Linked DNA regions of Zea mays: region 2 is linked to region 1. The links are chromatin contacts, called in public Hi-C maps. All regions are on one chromosome and are shown on one strand. The core of a region is the stretch at or near the end of the contact, and the rest is flanking DNA. Distances in the headings are between cores, read along the strand shown.

Evidence for each region. Hi-C and Micro-C count contacts between places; a contact is called where the count stands out from the background.
Region 2: a Hi-C map of leaf shows a contact between it and region 1, with 6 times the contacts expected there. The contact joins the promoter of LOC103646221 here to the promoter of LOC103646219 in region 1. A contact is called at or near these places in 8 of 25 Hi-C or Micro-C datasets (bundle sheath, ear, endosperm and 2 more).

Annotation. Positions count from the first base shown.
Region 1 is chr2:29,894,822-29,898,416 of Zm-B73-REFERENCE-NAM-5.0, forward strand. LOC103646219 reads right to left here and starts at 2,154. Exons shown (of 1, transcript XM_008670947.2): 1 at 1,503-2,154. The coding sequence starts at 2,057. The coding sequence ends at 1,686. It overlaps LOC100383140, which reads right to left. Exons shown (of 15, transcript NM_001175806.1): 15 at 2,980-3,342. The coding sequence ends at 3,290.
Region 2 is chr2:30,133,717-30,137,033 of Zm-B73-REFERENCE-NAM-5.0, forward strand. LOC103646221 (protein PHOSPHATE STARVATION RESPONSE 2) reads left to right here and starts at 1,965. Exons shown (of 8, transcript XM_008670950.4): 1 at 1,965-2,115; 2 at 2,393-2,784; 3 at 2,964-3,207; 4 at 3,308-3,317. The coding sequence starts at 2,416. It overlaps TRNAI-AAU (transfer RNA isoleucine (anticodon AAU)), which reads right to left and starts at 1,066; the gene lies at 993-1,066. LOC100382755 (Tetratricopeptide repeat (TPR)-like superfamily protein) reads left to right here. Exons shown (of 3, transcript NM_001175470.1): 2 at 20-192; 3 at 308-583. The coding sequence ends at 452.

The DNA.
Region 1 (3,595 bases), core at 904-3,403:
AAAGCATACATGTACTATTAATATTTCAAAATACGGATAAAAATAAAATCAATAGTGTGACATACGGTCGAAAATAATAATGCCCACACGTACCTCCAATGTCCTGCTTGTCTATCTCGCTAAAGTAGTCACGATGTTTTGTTTCGCTATTTGACGCATTCACATTCATAGTCACATGAGTATTAGAGAGAACGAATTCATAGTCATCACCATCTGACGGTGAATATAGCACCAATTGCATTGACAGGCTTCGTCGGCTCATTACGATATGACTAACAGGCCGTTGAAATACTTGGAAAAGTAAAAAAACTACAGATGCACAACTACTCTCTTCGTATCTCCAAGGTGCTGAAGTAGGAAACCCTGTATGCCACCAAATTTTATATGCATTCTTTGTGTGCCACTGAGTGATATATAGGTAATTTTTTGTGTGCATAATATGTGAGACCAGTGAGAATGAGTATATTTTCTGGTGGCACATAGGGAATTGCCCCGCTGGCCGCTGAAGTATGGTGGCGCTTGACATACCGGTGTAGGCGCACGGCAAAAAAAAAAATAATGGCACGAACAGAAAATGGACTGCAAACCAGGCCCGTGTGTGTGCACAGGCCCACGTAGGCTATTTGAAAATTTAAAAGGTGATCATTTAGCGTTCTGCTGTGGCTTTGGAGGTTTTAAAAAAAATTAGCATCCACCAAAATAATGACGTTTTTGGCAACAATATTTTAGCAACCTGTAGGAGTTGCTCTAAGCGAGCCCCGCATTCCTGATCTCAACTGCAGCAACAAAGAAAAAAAATGATGAACACACAAAAGTACATTAAACTCGGTGGCGGAGTCGGGCCAAAATCGAAGCCTCAGCACCGCCATTGCCTGTATGAGAGACTTTCAGAGACGACGAGACGACGGCATGGCGGCCTGGAGGCGGCGGCTTTCAAAGACGACGGCGGCGTGGTGGCTTCCGCCATGGCAGCATGCGAGACACTATTGCATTGTACATTTGTACTATGTCCCAGTGCGACCTCGAGCGGATCAGCCTTTCGCACACGCCCTTTACAGTTTATAGGCTTCTTTAGCTCGTCATTTTTTTCGAGCAGATCAGCATTTCAGAGGAGATGGAGACTTTAGCTCGTCATTTTTTTTTACTGAAAACCGAATTTAAACAACTTCCCATGTAAACTGCAATACAGGTAGACATGGAAGGGATGAACTTCTAGCCTCTCAACAACCCCTCACCTTGCCAAAAAAAACAAAGAAAAAAGGAGGAAAAACTATTGATCGGGTAGCAGACTTCCAAACAGTTGAGTTCAGCAACGGCGTGTTAACTTATCCATTTCGGTCTTGGTCGGTTGCATTTGGATCGAAGGGGATTGAGGTCTTGTTCGTTTGTACCGAATTGATAGGTCGGAACGATTCTTAACCGGATTGTTTCTCTAATTTATATAAACTTTGATTAGCTGGAACGATTTCAGGTGCAATCCGACGTAAACGAATAAGCCCTGAGAGAGATTAAAACCCCTTTTATTCATTTTTGACTAGGAAGGGATTTAATCCCCTTCAATTCACTCGTAACCGAACGAGCCCTTCCTCGGTACTGCAGCTCAGTCCCCTTCTAGCTGAGCACGGCGGCGTCGAGGAGGGTGTCGCCACGGGCGGCTTCAACCGCTTCCTCCGCCGCATTGAACACTATAGCTTATTAGCTTCCACGGCGGCTTTCAGTGCTTCCGAGGCGGCTTCACCCGCTTCCTCCGCCGCATTGAACACCATAGCTTCCACGGCGGCTTCCTCCGCCTCCGTCTCCTGCATGAAGGTTTCCGCGAGTTCGAAGAAGAAGTTGTCCTCCGATGCTTGGGTATCCGCCGCGTCCGTGTCCTGGAGGACGTATTCCGCCGCTCTGCGTGCGACGGCTTCCGGTGCGTCCAGGGCAGCCTCATCGTCCTCCGTGTCCTGGAGGACGAATTCTGCCATTCGGCGTGACAAGGCTTCCAGCGCGTCCAACATATCCTCATCGGCGTCCGCCGCCTCCGTGTGTCGGGGTCGGAGGACGGATTCTGCCATTTTTCGCGTGCGACGGTGTTGGAGAAAGATGCAGGATCGACTGAGTTCAACAAGCCGGCGAGGGCTTGAAGATGAACAGGAACGTTCAGTTCAGATGAAAAAAGAGGGAAACAGGAGGAGGAAATCCTGGGTATATATACACCCAGTGCTTTCTCCATCTAATCTAAACAAACACGATGTTTTCTCCATCTAATATATCCATCTAGGAAACAAACCCGCTTCCTAAACTTTCTCTCTGGATAAATAACAGACTCTTCACAACTAGATATAACAGACGGCTCCCGGCGCGTCCAAGGCCTCATCGGCGTGGGCCGCCGCCAAAATTATGGGCTGTTTTCACGCCCGAGCCATGTCTCCCGTCGAGATGGAGAGTTGGGAGACGGAGGCGCTTGAGGACTGAGAACAGATCGAGGCACGCAACGCTAGCGCTCAGGGATTGATCGATCGACGTGCATGCGTAGGATCCGTAACCCCTTGAAGGCTAAACAATTGATCCAAATACTTTCAAATACATCTAAAGAGGAATAGGCCTAGTATATCCGATGTTCCGATTTTCCTTTGATGTTTCAAACCTGAGATCTCGTGATTTAATGGGACAGCTATTACCATTGTACAGGCTTGCCCTTTAGATTAGGTATAGAAATAACATATTTTGGAAGTAAAAATTGATAAAATTTAAATTATCGTTCACTCAAAATTTTATGAAAATTGCTGCATTGTTAATAATTTTAATCTGTTATCACAATACTTTATAGAAATATTGATAGGATTCATGTCCATGCATTATAGCAGAAAAATATCTAGGCCAAACCCATGATAGCCAGCAAGATCATAATCTCCATCACTCCTAAAATTGGCCTTAAGGCAATGGGCCAGGTCCAAGTCCAAAGATAGGCCAGGTCAGTCGATTCCCATCCCTAATAAAATTAATTTGTACCTTAAATCTGATAGGCGTACATATTACAGATCCAATGAGGTTATACGTGAGCTATCTGCTTAATTTCTTTTCTCATCCAGAGCCAGTGCTCGTGCATTCTAAGTTTATTTTCTTCAGCCGCAAAACAAAATCAAACTACCACCTCCAATCTGTTAAAGGCAAGCGCTAACTTAGCGCACGCATTGTATTACAGCAAAACATTGATGAATGCATTCCTTTCCTTTCTGAAAGGATTGACGCGAGCTTAAAGAGCTTCCGTAAACCCCTTGAAGGCCCCTAGCTATCTCATGTGTCATCAAGCCATCTCTTTAGCTTTTCTCTTATCCTTTCGCTTCTGCTCTTGTGTACCTGAAAAAACACAACAAAAGATTTTAGGACACCGGGGACTGTTGTTTATACAGGTTTTGGCCATTTTCTCAGTATAGCTGCAGGCACAAAGCAAGTTGACATCTATTGCTTCCAAATAACATGAGATGCAACCATACAGGTAAAGCAAACAAAATGGTTTTGACATCAATATAAATATGGTAACAAGTTCAGCTCTATTCAGGGTAGGTGCCCATTTCTTGTTTTTTAATGGAATTCAGCAGCTGGGCATCCT
Region 2 (3,317 bases), core at 715-3,214, 240 kb after region 1:
GCTTTTGCTGCTCCTGCAGGCGAAGGGCGACACCGCAAGGGCCGAGGAGTACTACTCGCGCGCCATGCTCGCGGATCCCAGCGACGGCGAGATCATGTCGCAGTACGCCAGGCTGGTCTGGGAGGTGCACCACGACCCGGAGAGGTGCCTCGGCTACTTCCAGCAGTCGGTGCAGGCGGCCCCGTTGGACAGGTAACAACAAGCCTTCCAGAATCCAGATCCAGTACACCACGCATGCATGAACATTCCTAGACTCGATCGAGGGCTCCCCGTCCTTCCTAACGTTGTTGGTTTGTCACTCTTGCAGCCACGTCCTCGCTGCGTACGCCAGCTTCTTGTGGGAGCAGGACGACGACGACTGCGGAGACCAAGGGACGGCGGGTGGAGCGGCGGCACAGGAGCGCGCCGCGGGAACAGGGCAAGCCATGGAGCTGGCGTCCGCGGCCGTCTGATCCTTTCCACTCCTGACAGGGGACAGCGCAGGCGCGCTATAGCAAAATGCAGTATAAAATGCATGGCGTATCAACGGTTATAAAGTATGAAATATAAACTGAATAATAAGAATAAAAGAACTCATGCGGATATATACAAGGTGGAGTGGTGCGGTGTAAAAGTGTGTTTTCTCCCTGAAGAACAAGCCAATTATTCTAATTATCTATGTCAATTGTCAAATTATATGTTCTTTCGGTGGCTACATTAGTACATATTCTAATCACGATGAGACCACTCCCAAAAGGAGTGTCTTTTTGAAGAGAGACATGTTTCACAACACTACTTCCCTTAATAGATGTTAGGTTACAGGCCATCGTTGCTATCTTTACCAACTAAAGCGAAAATACCTTCTTTAGACGAGGGCAGGAACCTTTTTTTAGGGCAAAGAATTAGCTCAGGCTATAATTTATAATGAAACAAAAAAAATGGAGAGAAAAGTCTGTTTAGTTGAGCTGAGGATCAATTTTTTTAAACGATTGAAGATCATTATAAAAAAAAACTGGCCCATGCAGGTCTCGAACCTGCGACCTTCGCGTTATTAGCACGACGCTCTAACCAACTGAGCTAATAGGCCATTTTGCTATATGTCTATACATTTTGCATAACAAGTAAAATATAAGAAACTGAGGTGTGCTTGTTTTCTGACAGCCCCTCATCATCTACATCCAGAGTCGCCACACGTACACACCGAGGCTTCAAATACATCCATTGCTTCCGCTTCATTCACGCAGCACAGCAGTCCATCCTCTCCATCTAGGACACCTTGGCGTACTGTCTCTCCGCGACAGGTACCACCCCTCGTACGTGGTCCCGCGCCAGCGCGTACAGGATCGTCCACTTCAGCAGATTGGCCGCATGAGAGAGTCAGAGGAGCTCGACATCGAGATCGCAAAGCCAGCAGGCAGCCTGGTGGAGGAGATGGACGTTGGTCGGTCAGTTTGCTCACCGGCCGTAGAGATCGAAGGCTTCGCGGAACGCGTCGGGTCATCGACCATAGCTCCCAGTAGGTGAGCCTGTCCGGGGAAGTGCGGGCGTACTTGCTGAACATTGTTCGCTGGCATGGCGGCATGAACCTGAACGAACCAGAGGACGAGTTGAACATTTGGACTGTAGATTGCACTAGGACAGAGACAGCATCAGCATCAGCACTGGAATGCGTGCGCCGGTTCTCTCACGTCAGATGGTAATGGTATCTATCCCCCAGATCCCCTGAGATACCCCTCCCTTGCTTCCCTCCACTTTCTTTGTCGAGATCTCTGTCTCTCTTCTTTGACCTGCTCACCTGCAGGCTACGGGTTCGGTGTTTTTTTTAATCCAATCCATGCCCTCTAGTAGTCTTGTTTCTCCGCGTCGTCGCCCGCTAATAATCCATTGCTGTCGTATCGTACGTCGCTCTCGCCTCATCGGTGTCCCGATCCGGTTCGTGTTTGTTTGCGTTTTGTTTTAGGCGAAACCAAAGAGGGCGCCGACGTAGAAAATGTGCAGCCACTGCTCCACCTCTCCGTGTGTTCGTTCTTTCCTCCCTATTTGCGTCCGTTCGCGCCTCCAGCCTCCCCTGAATCGGTGAGTCCAAGGAAGTAGTTGCGGGTCCCCTCGACCAATTCGTTTGCTGGCAGTGCAAAGGTGAGGTTCTCTCAGGTCAAGTGAAGTTTCTGCTGGGTTTCTGCAATCTTTTGTCGATGAGACGATGATCCTTTTATGACTGTCCGTTTCCTTCTTTCTTTTGTGTCCATGCGATCTAAGGACTCGTGGTTTCTCTCTCTCTCTCTTTTTCCCCTCAATCCTATCCCGTTCTCCTTATATGAGCTCTGCTAGCTTGCTGTGTTCATTCTTTACAGCATGGTAGTCATAGCCTTCTGATCTTGCTGTGCTGAACATGTGAATTGCTTTTGCGTTGCAGGTCCTTGTATACCGTCTCATGATATGAATCTGCAGTCTTTGCCTGTTGCTACTGGAGCTCCTTATCCAGCATCTATGGCACCATCTTCCAGCGCTTTCTCCACGGTTACTACGCATGGATGCTTTCCTTATTCGACACCATCCACCGCGCATCCTTCCCTTTCTGGAATCCTGCCCTGCAACAACAACATGATATCCTATTCTGTACTACCAGAAGAACCTTCAGGTGGTATTTTCTCTGGACAGTCTCCTGAAGGCTGTGCAGACCCTGGTGACATTGATTACCGTGTTGAGAGTCAGCAAATTCCTGGTCCTGGCAGAACCGTCGACGAATCCGACAATAGAGATGAATGGTTTGTCCCCACTGATATAACTTGGAACTGGCACCAAATGGTAATTTAGCTCAAAATAAGCACTAGTGCTATACGGTTTTTTTTTCTTGATCATGTTGCATTAGACATGGGATTTGCATCGTTATATGAGGCAGCAGACCATATATTTCTAGAACCTTTCCATGCTATGTTCATCTGAGATGCCTTATGTTAGAGTCGATGTATTTCTTTTTTGCACAGGCTGAATCCGCACCCGTTCCCTCGTATCCGAATTCTAAGTCATGGCAACATGATGAGCAGCACATGGTACATGAATCAGTCTCGGTTCCTTCTGAAGAACCTCAGCAACTGTGTCCAACCGTTTCTCCTCTGGCAACCACAAATAATGCGCATTGCCCCAAAAGGGCCAAGGCACGCATGCGGTGGACTATGGAGATGCATGATCGCTTCGTAGATGCTGTCAATCTGCTTGGTGGCTGTGAAAGTAGAATTTCGGCACTGTATCACTATCACCGTATAAAGTACTGTTGGCTTTCTATTGTAAGTACTATTACCCCTTATTATTATTTTTTGAACAAATGCAGGTGCTAAACC